Regions from separate parts of the Mus musculus genome. Here region 1 is linked to region 2. A link is a contact called in public Micro-C data. All regions are on one chromosome and are shown on one strand. Each heading gives the region's core, a stretch centred on a gene start, on an enhancer-like site or on the middle of the called end of the contact. The rest is flanking DNA. Distances are from core to core; before and after follow the strand shown.

The links. Hi-C and Micro-C count contacts between places; a contact is called where the count stands out from the background.
Region 1: a contact with region 2 is called in a Micro-C map of embryonic stem cells, with 1.7 times the contacts expected there. The contact joins two enhancer-like sites. A contact is called at or near these places in 2 of 15 datasets of contacts at CTCF or cohesin (large pre-B cells and stem cell-derived epiblast-like cells), 6 of 484 Hi-C or Micro-C datasets (all in embryonic stem cells) and 5 of 115 datasets of contacts at active chromatin or transcription factors (all in embryonic stem cells).

Annotation. Positions count from the first base shown.
Region 1 is chr12:4,176,770-4,183,065 of GRCm38.p6, forward strand. The region is part of intron 2 of Adcy3 (adenylate cyclase 3); the gene reads left to right. Among named protein-coding and RNA genes, the nearest start is that of Adcy3, 46 kb to the left of the region's middle. Within about 2 kb of position 3,897, at least 28 of the 459 cell types and tissues checked have an H3K27ac peak or open chromatin away from gene starts, as enhancers often do. A contact at or near this core is called in embryonic stem cells and stem cell-derived epiblast-like cells, where this site is marked.
Region 2 is chr12:4,389,711-4,395,458 of GRCm38.p6, forward strand. All of the region lies in intron 2 of Ncoa1 (nuclear receptor coactivator 1), which reads right to left. Among named protein-coding and RNA genes, the nearest start is that of Gm51963, 67 kb to the right of the region's middle. Within about 2 kb of position 3,116, at least 18 of the 459 cell types and tissues checked have an H3K27ac peak or open chromatin away from gene starts, as enhancers often do. A contact at or near this core is called in embryonic stem cells and stem cell-derived epiblast-like cells, where this site is marked.

The sequences.
Region 1 (6,296 bases), core at 2,647-5,146, 210 kb before region 2:
AGCCTGGGCTGGACTGGTTGGTCTGGAAGCCTCAGGGATTTGCCTGTTTCTGCCTCCTCTGTGCAGGGCTTACGAGCAGGTACCACCATGTGTGGCTTTGTCATGTGGGTTTTGGGGATAGAACTCAGACCCTCACACTTGCAAGAGGAGCCAACTTCTCAGCCATACTTCCACCCATTTTTTTTCTTTTTTTTTTATTAGGTATTTTCCTCGTTTACATTTTCAATGCTATCCCAAAGGTCCCCCATACCCACCCCCCCAATCCCCTACCCACCCACTCCCCCTTTTTGGCCCTGGCGTTCCCCTGTACTGGGGCATATAAAGTTTGCAAGTCCAATGGGCCTCTCTTTGCAGTGATGGCCGACTAGGCCATCTTTTGATACTTTCCACCCATTTTTAAGAACAGTACAGTTCACTGGCACCAAGTCCACTCATAGTAGTATGCAGTACATCATCCCAACCAGAAAGAAATCCTGCCTGCTCAACACGGATTCCTCATCCCCCAGCCTCTGGTGGCAACTGTGAAAACACCTACTCTAGGTATCTCGTAAGTAGACGCATACAGTAGCTGTCCTCTCACATCTGGCTTGTTTTGTCTTTGTTTAGCATGAAGTCTTCAGAGTTCGTCTGTGTGTAGCATGTGTAGAACTCCCTTCTCTCCCAGGCAGGGTAATTACTGTTGTAGACCACAGTTTACCCACCAGGATCTCCGAGTGACACATCCATTTGTCTGTTATGAGCGATGTCACTATGAACCCTGGTATTCCAGTGTCTCTTCCAGGCTTTACTTCTGTCCTTTGGATATGCACCCAGCAGTGGACTCGCCAGTTCATGTGCTACCACTGTGTTTAACTTTTCTAGGCACCAGCCTTGTACATTTTTAATGTTGATAAACATTGTCAAATCGTCTCATATACAGGTTCAAACAATTTATATTCCTTTTAGTGATGAATGAGAGTGTACTTAGACTCTTACATTTCTCTTGTTTATCTAGAAAATACTTCTTTACTCTTGGAACCCCTGACGCCCTAGAGATTGTTCTTGTTCTTGTTCGTGAAGTCAGCAGAGCCAGGTCCTTGCACACCCCATCCCTGTATGTCTCATCCTCTTGTGACTGACTGTGCCATAGGGGACCAGCCTCACCCCTAGCCCCATGCTGGTGGCCTCAGATCTGAATTAAGGGCTTGCAGCCATTTTCTCTGGACAGCAGGAAGTGGCTTTCCGTGTGACCTTGGGGCTGCGCCTCTTTGACTTTGGTTTGACCTTCTGAAAAACTAGGATAAAAAAAAATCATTGTCTTAGATTGTTTGGTAAGCACATCAAGTAAGAAGGTAGAGGTGAGCTTAAAAACTGTGACGGCCTTTGATGCTGTTAACTACAAGGACGCATTTCAGCTCCTGGGGACACACTGGCTGAAGGAGAGTTGAGGAGGAAGCTGGTAGCTGGTTGAGAGAGCACCTTTTTCCTCTGTTCCGGTTGACAGTGGTTGCTCCCTCTCCAGGTATCAGGGCTGACTGTACACAGGAGCCTCAGCCAGGGCGACTTGGATCCAAGTGCAGGTCTCTGTCAGCTTTCCTATGTCAGAGCCCGTGGTACACACGGAAACAAGATGACAGACAGGGATACTGGGGACAAAGGGCTGTAGGAGCAGACAGAAGCGGGTCTGGATACAGGACCCCTTTTAAGGAGCCACTTGAAGTCCCTGCCACACTAAATATCACCTGTGTGGTCCTTGTGTAAATGTCAGTTCTAGGCCAGATGAGGTCCTTCGAGAATGCCTCACTCAGGCCCAGGTCTCACGTGACAGTGTCGATATAACTGCTTTTGTGGCAAACGCTGTGCCCTGTCCCTGAGGTTGCGTGACCCCCCTCCTACCCCCCCACCCCAGCCAGTCTCCTCTTCCCCTCATCTTCCTCCTCTGTCACTGCAGGGACCCTGCCCAAATGTCTCTGGGTGCAGTCCCTTTAGTACTGTCTCTGTGGAGGTCTCCAGCTTTTTGCTTGGGATGAAGGCGGACAGAGTTATAGCTCCTAGGAAGGGGTGAGGTGGCCCAGCTCTTTCATACAAGGGAGGCATGCCTCAGGTGACAGATGGGTGGAGCCAGAAAGTAGGCAAGAAAGGCGAGGAACAAAGTAGTTTGGCCTCATAGCCTGGCCCTGGCCCCTGCTTCCCTGCAGAGCAGAGCTGTGTCTGCCAACTCCAAAGGCTTATTGATGTGTCTTTCTGAGCATGATTCTGGCATGAAAGGGGAGTCAGGCCAGGCATCGTGGGTGGTCCAGTAGCTGAATGGAGTAGATATCCGAGTGGACTTGGGGTCTCTCTCTAGTCTCCCCTCAGCTCCATGGGCATGTTAGTGCGGAGCCAGAGGCCCAGAGGGAAGAACTTCCATTACTTGTTGTGACTCCCATGTGACCTACTTTGGGGATTCGTTTGGGACCTTGAGAGTTGCTAAGCACCCCAACTGGCACCTGGCAGCAGAGGCACTCAGAACATCACACCTGTTGCCAGGCACAAACTTTAGAATTATGAAGTACCTGAATCACCCCCAGAAACACTTAGCAGGCACGGAAAATAAAGAAGGAGGAATGAGGGGCATGGAGAAGTGACAGGGGAGCCTCCTCAGGGCACACCCTATCCTTCAGAAGGCGGGGGGGGGGGGCGAGGGGGGGAGGGCTCCTCTCAGCCCCCACACCCCAGCACCTAGGAAGCTGCATCCAGGCTCCAGTGGAGATGCTGGCTGTACAGGGTTATAAGAGAGCTGTCCACTGTCACTAGCTGTGTGCCCTGGGAATCATGGCTTAGGAGACACTACTTCTGTGGCGCCCACACAGGTGAACACTGCTGTAACCTGCTTCTCTCAGCCTGCCTCTGCCTGGGTCTTGATCCTTCATGTGAGGTCTGCTGCTGTTCTGAGCCAGGACTTTACCTGTTTGCCACAGGATTGGGTTTCTCTCCCTCCGAGAGCCGAGAACTCTAGGAGAATGCACTGCTTCATAGGCTCAGTGCCTGAATATCCTTGTCCTCTGACCTTTACTGCGTGCCCCAAGTCCTTCGGCTGTTAGGGCGTGGCACAGAGTCCCCTTAACCTTGAGCCTTGTTCTCTTGGAGGCCATGGGGGAGGGGAGAATCAGGTTTCTAGTACCAACCCCAAAGTTGTCCTGGCAACAGTGAGGTGAGGGTGATGGGCCTGCTTCCTTGGGGAGCAGCTCAGTGGGGAAAGATGGTTGGTGTGGGCAGAGAGCAGCGCACCTCCTCTCTCCACAGGGGTGTGGCCTCTTCCTCTTGGCACTGGACCTCAGTATCCCCAGTGTTGAAATTCCAGTGTTGAAATTGGGTGGGTCACCTGATAGGGCCACAGAGCATTAATTTGGAAATACACTTTCATTTTAATTTGGAAATACACTTTCATTTTAGCCTCTAAACAGAAACACTCTTTTTTTGTTTTGTTATTTTTTGTTGTTGTTTTTCGAGACAGGGTTTCTCTGAGTAGCCCTGGCTGTCCTGGAACTCACTCTGTAGACCAGGCTGGCCTCGAACTCAGAGATCTGCCTGCCTCTGCCTCCCGAGTGCTGGGATTAAAGGTGTGCGCCACCATGTCGGGCCAGAAACACTCTTGAATACAGTTAATATCCTTAGCTTTTGTTTTAGCTTTGAAATCCCTTGATGTGAGGAAAGCCAGAAGGCGCCTCCCCTTGTTGTACGTGTTGTACGATGAATACTGGTTTCTCTGTGGCTTTAGTTTCCACCACTTGGACTTTACAGGGTGTTCTTCATGCCAGTATTTCAGAACCTAGCAAGGCACATCCCTGCTTCAGGCAGCTGGGGCGAGGGGGCTCCTGGTGAGGAGGGCTCTGTTGTGCTGTGACTCCTCCAGGCAGCAGTGATGACGTCAGCACTTTTAAGCCACTCCTCCTACTGAGCCCTGCCTCCCAAGCCCTGTCTACCTGAAGTCTGTCTTCTGAGCCTCTGCTGGCTCAGCAGCTTTCCAGTCTTGACCACCACTGCTGGCGTCATATCCTTCAGCATATCCTGTGGTCTGTGGCCACAGCTGGGAGCATCTCCTGTCTGGCTGTGGCTAGTAATCCAGGTAGTCTATTAAATGCATAATTAATAATTAGAAATGTCTACATCCTCTATGGCAACCTGGGCTTTTTACTACCTTGCCAAGTGTCTGTAAATTTTTCCTGTTTGAGACGAGTCTTACTCTGTGGCCCAGGCTAGCCTTGAACTCATAGCACTCCTGCCTTAGCCTTCCGATTGGGCATCACAGGTGTGAATGAGCCACCATGCTGGGTTTCAGAGTGAGACATAGATTCTCATTCTAGTTGAACCATTTGTCGCTTGGCCCTGAGAAGTTACTTATGTGCTCTGAGCCCCAGCTTCTCTGTGAAGTGGTAATAGAGAATAGGATGGTTAAGAAGTCCATGAGAGCCTGGAGAGATGACTCAGTGGTTAAGAGCATCTACCGTCATTGCAGATGACCTGAGTTCATGGTCCTAACACCCATCCATCCAGTCAGGGGACCCACAACTGCCTGTAACTCCGGGGAATCTAATGCCTTCTTGTCTGCAGGCTTCTGCATGCATATACATATACTGGCAGGTAGACAGACAGACAGACAGACAGACAGACACACACACACACACACACACACACACACACACACACACAAACAGAGTAAGCATACATTTTAATTCAGATCACTAGTATCCAGGGCCACCTTCCACGAGGACATGGTTCTGAGCATAGATTCTGTGGGGGTGGCTGGCAGAAAATACATCCGTATGAGCTACAGAGCAGGGAAAGGAACTTACCAGGCACCACAGGTAGACGGAAGTTGGTATCAGTATCTTGGGCCAGGGAAAGCTTTCTTGAGGTAATGTGGAGTGGAGACCTGCAGGTGGTGAGCAGCAAGCCATGGGGAGGGTGGCAGCATGGGAAAGAACCTGGGGTGAATCCACAGGACACATGGAACACAGTGCTAGGAACAGAAGGAGATGGGGATGGGGTGTGTCCATCGGCAGGAACACAGGACAGTGGAACAGGAGAGGGAGGGAGGCAGAGATCCTGTGAGCCACAACCTGGAGCCTGCAGTCCTGGAGAGAGCCTTGGCTTTGTGCTGAGGAGAGCTAGGATTAGCCATCCCAGGAATTCAAACAGTGTAGCTATTGATGGGGAAGAGATAGCCAAGGAAGCAGGGAGATCAGAGGGATATGGTAGCCCAGATCAGGACCTTGATGGTAGAAGCTAAGTGCTTTACAGCTAGGTGAACCAGAGAGTGGGGAATTGAGGATAGAGAGGGAGTATTGGGGGTTATTGGAGAGGTGGACATCCCACATGGGCATTCTCAGTGAATTAACCACACAGCTGGTAGGTTTGAGGGCTGAGAACCATGTTAGTAAACTCTTGCATGGGCCCTGCTGGGTAAGAGGGTATATAGGGCCTCCTAATATGTTGGTGGGCTCAGTGGAAGCTGTTGGTCATGCAGCTCCTGGCAAGCCTTTGATTGCATCCACCAGGGTCTTATGATAGGCAGGTTTCTCCTGAAAGGCCTTCCTCCAGCCTTCTCTCTGTCCCAGGGTCACTGGGGCTTAGCAGAAGCTACCCAGAAGGGTACGGCCATTGCCTCACCATTCTAGTCAGGAGTTCTGTTGCATGTATGGTATAGAACATGATATGATGCATCCAAATTAATGAAGGAGGCCTGAAGTATAGGAACTTCGATCTGTGTGGGTCACACGTGAGATAAACAGGGTCCTGTGACTTGGTTAGATATGCACTAAGAAAGAAGAGTTCGGAGTGTAAAATAAAGGCGAAGGATCCAGGAAAAGCAGAGGGACTCGAGACTCGGCAGGTGGCTATAGAAATACTTAGTGTTTGGACCTGGTCCTAAAACGTACTGATTCTTAGGGCTGGAGAGATGGCTCAGCAGGTAGGTGCAACTATTGATCTTGGAGAATGTTGTGGGAAATATTAAAAAAGAATGGCACCATCCCACACCATACTCAGCTACTCTCTGCTCATGGTCTCATCACCCCTAGGCTATCCCCATGCAGTGGCCAATCGTGGTTCTCTTGCTGCGGATTCTGCTCACATTCCCAGCCATCCAGCCACTGTGGTCAGCAGTCCTAAATCCCAGTAACAAGGCAAAATCAAAACTCTAGAGGCTTGACATTTGTAAGTCAAATTTATATCAGTAAATTTTCACCCCACAAAAGGCCCATACAGTGAATTCAGAGCCAATCAATATTGTTATAAATCGCTCACCTAGATAAGACAAATTGTTCTGTAGTTAT
Region 2 (5,748 bases), core at 1,866-4,365:
AAAGATTCTACCACCATATCCAGCTAAACTGGGACATTTAAATAGATTGAGAATCTCAGAATACAATACCAATAATGTTCAAATATCCAATGAAAATCACTTATTTCAAAAACTAGGAATTTATTTTTAGATTTATTTTTATTATTTTTAGATCTGTGTGTGTGGGTACATGAGGAGTCAAGAGACTTCAGATTTCCCTGGAGTTGGTGCTACAGGTAGTTGTGAGCCACCTGATATGGGTGCTAGGAACCCAACTGGGGTCTCTATGAAAGGCTCTGAACCAATAAAGCCATTTCTCCAGCACCAAAAACCATGAACATTTATAACTGAATGAAAAAGGAAGATCTGTAGATACTAAGATGCTAGAGATGCTGAAATTATCCAAAAAGGGACTGTGACTGGCCATGATGAAATGAGTTGTCTGCCTTCTCTCTGTCTTTATTTTTCTCACATATTTGAAACAAAACAAACAAAATCCAAAGGAATAATATAGGGACATTAGCAAAGCAAGGGAGGCCATAAGGAGGGACTAAGGGGAGATTTCAGACTCAACCCAACAGCTAAAAGCAAAAATTGAATGGATGGGTGCAGAGGAAAGAATTGCAGGCCTGAAAGACAATAAAGCTTTGCAATTTTAACAACAGAGAGAAAGCAAACAGAGCGAGCTTCAGATCTGTGCATCATCTCACAAAAGGTAACAATTGGCCAGATTTAAACAAACAAACAAACAAAAGACATCGGGGTGGTAAATTGGTGGCAAGATGCTTCAGTGGGTAAAAGTGTTTGTTGAGAAAGACTGAGGATCTGAGTTCGATTCCCATAAGCCACACACACGAAAGCTGGAGGAGGGTGGATGCACTGTAATTCCAGCACCAGAGTGGCAAATAGGCTACCTGTCCTGGAAAAGTCAGCAAACAAGTGAAACTGAGACCTTCCCTTAACAAGGTGGTGGAACATCAAATCCACTATCAAGAGTTGCCCTCTAACCTACACACACACACACACACACACACACACACACGTGGAGGGAGAGTGAGCAAGCTTAAGTAATCTAAAACTAAAGAAAGCTCAACTAAGTATCAAGAATAATTCCCATAGAACCTTACCTCGGTTAAGCTTCAGAAAACTGAAGACACAGGAAAGGTAGGAAAAGCATGCTTTGCGTATGATGGGAAACCAACTCACGTGACAGCTGGTTTCTCATGACACACAGAGGAGGGAGAAGGAACTGCTATACACGTTTTCACTGCAGTCCTGGAATGCAATGCATCTGTGTATTCCTAACTCTTTTCTCTGGTTTCCTGTTCCTTGGTAAGCTTGAAGTCTGCTGCTGGGGTATAAGACCATGACTTGAAACAACAACAAAAGGAGAGTATGAATGATGTTGCTTTTTATTTAAAGAGTTTTAGTTTCTGATTGGCAGTAGGAAAAACTCCAGAGAGTAAACTAATCTGAAGCTTATTTTCAATCTTCTTGATAACTGGTCTATTTCTGTTTTACACTTACACCTAGGATTTAATTGTTCAGAGGTTTCCTCAAAAATCTGTAGTATTTACCAAGACCCTTCGCACTCTAGGACCAGGAAACTATTCAAAAAGACTATTGTACTGTTACGTCTCAAGTTGACACCGGCTAGAGTCATCTGGAAGAGGGAATCTCAACTGAGGAAATGCTCCCATTCGACTGGCCTGTCTGCAAGCCTGTGGTGCATTTTCTTGATTGATGTTGATGTTGATTGGGCCCATCCTACTGGGGGGTGGGGCAACCCTGGGTGAGTGGCCCTGGTGTTTTATCACAGCAACAATATCCTGACTAAAATGACTTTCCCTTAAGTAAATGGTGCTGGCAAAAATGGCAAGCCAATGGAGTAAGAGTAAATGTGATTTACATACTATACCAGCAAACAGAAAAAGGGGGAAAGGTCAAATGGATTAAATACTGAAATTAAATCTCATCATTAGAAAAAAGTGTTAACTGGAGTGAGAAGGTACCAAAGTTACAGAGTTATGTGTGAAGTAATACAAAAGAAATTCTGGAGATTTTTTTGGCATGGTAATATGAATTAACACTTAAAAATAGGTAAGATAATGAATTGTATAAAGTATTTTCTAACCAGTTTTAGTAAACATGTAAGTGAATATAGTTTCCTTTATAGTGTATAAAGGAAAATATTGATAAACCTGACTATTTATATGTATTTTGAAAGCTGAATACTAATAGTAAATAATTAACAATTAATTTTAACTATAATAATTGTATTATATTGAGATTATGGTATTTTAAAAAAATAGACAACTTTACCTTTTCTAGGGCCATAGTGAAGTATTTACAGACGAAAGGACATGATGCTTGTATTTGTTTCAAAATATGAGAGTAAAAGGTGTCGAAGAGGGTAAAAACAAAGTTGGCCCTGTGTTCTAATTGTTTGAGACAGACAAGAGTTCATTATTCTATTTTTAGCTATTTTCAAAATCAGGACCAGTGTAGTAACATTTCAAGAGCTGTGTAGATAACACCGTTAAAGGCTGCTGACGCAGCTCAGCTGGCAGACCTAACACTGACCTAACATTCAAGAAGCTCAGGGTCAGTCACCAGCATGCTGTGACCACAGGAGGTGAGGGCAGGACAATGACAAGTTCAGGGTCATCCTCAGCTACATAGCTAATTTGAGGCTAGTGTGGGCTATATGAGACCTTGTCTTTAAAAGAAAGAAAAGGCAAGCTAGCACAGTGTAGTAACTCTTAACCCCTCACCCCCCAAAAAGATGGCAATAGTTTTGAAACCAAAATATCCACTAGATTTCTAGATGAAATATAAATTACTAAATCCCATTTGTTTATTTATTTATTTACAAGTATAGAGTGGGCTGTACAACACAAGAAAGGCAGGCATGGTAACACATTTGTAATCCTGGCATTAGGAAGTAGAGAGAGGAGTGCTGTGAGTTCAAGGGCAGCCTGAGCCACAGTGTCTTAACCCACAGCAGATCTGTGTTAATCTGGGGCTAGGTAGATAGACGGCTTGGCAGTTAAAAGTACTTACTGTTCTTACAGAGAAGGGTGTGGGGGAGGTGTTCAGTTCCTCCACCCACATGGCAGCTTTCAACCACCTGTAACTCCAGTTCCAAATGATCTAGCACCCTCTATTGGACTGCTTGGGTACCAGGCATGCACACAGTGCACAGACACATCACAAACATAAAATTAAAAAACAATCAATAATAAACAAAGAATAGGTTGTGTTTTTTAGGGGCTGCGAAGATGGCACCATGGATAAAGGTTCTTGTTGCCACCACCCTGAATCCAATCCTGGGTGCACATATGGAAGGAAAGAACCAACTTCACCAGGTTGTCCCCTGACTTTCACACTGTGGCGTGAGTCCCTCATCATGTTCATATACACTTGCACACGTGCCCACACACTCATTAATACATGAGTAAAGACTTTATTTTAATCTAATTTTAAATCTGAGATTTACTCTAAGAAGCTCATTCACCTGTTTCTAACATTCAGTAACTCCTCAAAACTCTTAAAACCCATACATCTTACAAGATAGGGTTTAGTTTTACATCCTATCATTTTTGCTCTTCTGCTTATTCTCACTTTAGATCTACCGTTAAATAGTGTTAGTAAGTGACCATGCAGTAAACTACTTCCTAAAGTACAGTTCTAAGAATATAAATATGTGCATAGAAGTTTAAAACAACCATTATGTGCAAACTACAAGTTCTACACTCACCTACCCCACCAAACCAAGGCACTTTCTCATGCTTTATATGTCAAACTCCCCTAAATGCCTGGTCTGTGATTTTTCTCCATCAGCAGGGTCCTTTGCTATATACTAGGTTAGGCAAGTGGAAGCACACAGTGTACAACTGCCTGCGGCCACATTCTCTCACCCTGAACAATACTGCTACAGACCCATGCTGCTGCATGTGTCAATAAAGTCCTTCACTGCTTAGTCATCAACTTATGAATTTACCACACTTATCATTTCATACTTTCACAACCATGTGGGCTGTTTTCAGCATGTGTGGCTGTGAATAACATAGACGGATGTATTGCTTAATTAAAGATATGGACCAAGGTTGAATGTAAGTTGTTACCACTATGGGAAAGTGGAATATATGAAAATCTTGTCCAAATTTGCAACTTCTATGAGAATAGAAATTTGTTCCAGTACTAATTAATAACATAATTATACATATGTAATATTTTCATTGATCTGAGCCGTATTCAAGAGAACCAGTTTTTCTGCATCTTGGATGTCCTGGTACTGCCCTGATTTCCTATATTAGTTACGTTAAGCACTTGTTTAGTAGTGGATCATTGTATTGTCCTGGTTTCCTACACTAGTTACGTTAAGTACTTGTTTAGTAGTGGATCATTGTATTGTCCTGATTTCCTACATTAGTTACGTTAAGTACTTGTTTAGTAGTGGATCATTGTATTGTCCTGGTTTCCTACATTACATTAGTTACGTTAAGCACTTGTTTAGTAGTGGATCATTGTATTGTCCTGATTTCCTACACTAGTTACGTTAAGTACTTGTTTAGTAGTGGATCATTGTGGGTTTAATCTGAATCTCCCTGAGGCAGTGGAAAGACTGCAAGGCTCATAATTTCAACTATCTTTTCAATTGCACTTACTTCCAACTTTTGATGAAATATCTGTGTTTGATTAACTTTGTGTGTATGTGTTAGTACATGTCATGTCTGTGCAGATTATATTTGTGGAGGCTAACATGAAAATTCTTTTTCAATTACCTCTGGAATGTGAGGGCAATCTGGGTGCAACATCTGTCACCCCACTGATCGCCAGGGCTGATTCATCTGATCTGACTGTCTAGGCAGGTATGCCCTCCTGAAGCTGCACAATTGGCCAGTCCTCAGTTGATGGAAGGGACAACCTTCCCCAATAGAAGAGAACTTGTCTTTGGTTGAGGGCATATGAGTAGCTGCGCTCCCCTGATAGAACCTCCAAACAAGCTCTCAATTACCCTCTGATTTTTTTGAGGCAGAGTCTCTCACTGAACCTAGAAGCACATGATTTGCCTAAATTGCCTGCGCAGCAGGTCCCAGGCATGCTTCTCCCTCCACTGTCCAGCACTGGGACTATAACACCCAATCTTTCAAATAGATGCTAGGGATCCAAATTCAAGTCCTTATGTTTACATAGAAAGCACTTACTGGCCAGGTGTGGTGGCGCACGCCTTTAATCCCAGCACTCGGGAGGCACAGGCAGGCGGATTTCTGAGTTCGAGGCCAGCCTGGTCTACAAAGTGAGTTCCAGGATAGCCAGGGCTACACAGAGAAACCCTGTCTCGGAAAAAAAAACTAAAAAAAAAAAAGCACTTACTGACTTTTAGCCATCTCCTACAATCCCCATTTTGTTCATTTTGAAATTGGCTGTTTCTTTATTATAGAGGTTTGAGAGTTCTTTGCATGAGTTTGATACAAGTCCTTACTAGGTATGTCATTTGAAAATACTTTTCAGTCTGAAGATGGTACTTTCATTCTCAAAATGGTGTCTTTTGTAGCAAAAGCTTTTAATTTTTATGAAGCTCAATCTGCCACTCTTCTTTAACAGACCACACTGCTGGTTTCTTGTCTAAGAACTCTGTCCTACCCTTAAGCTATGAAGGTTTGTTTTCTACCTAAAGCTTTATGAATTCACAATTTACATTTTTAGACATAGAATGTCCTTGGAGTTAATGCTTTTGTAAGGTACGAGTACAACCACAGTCCA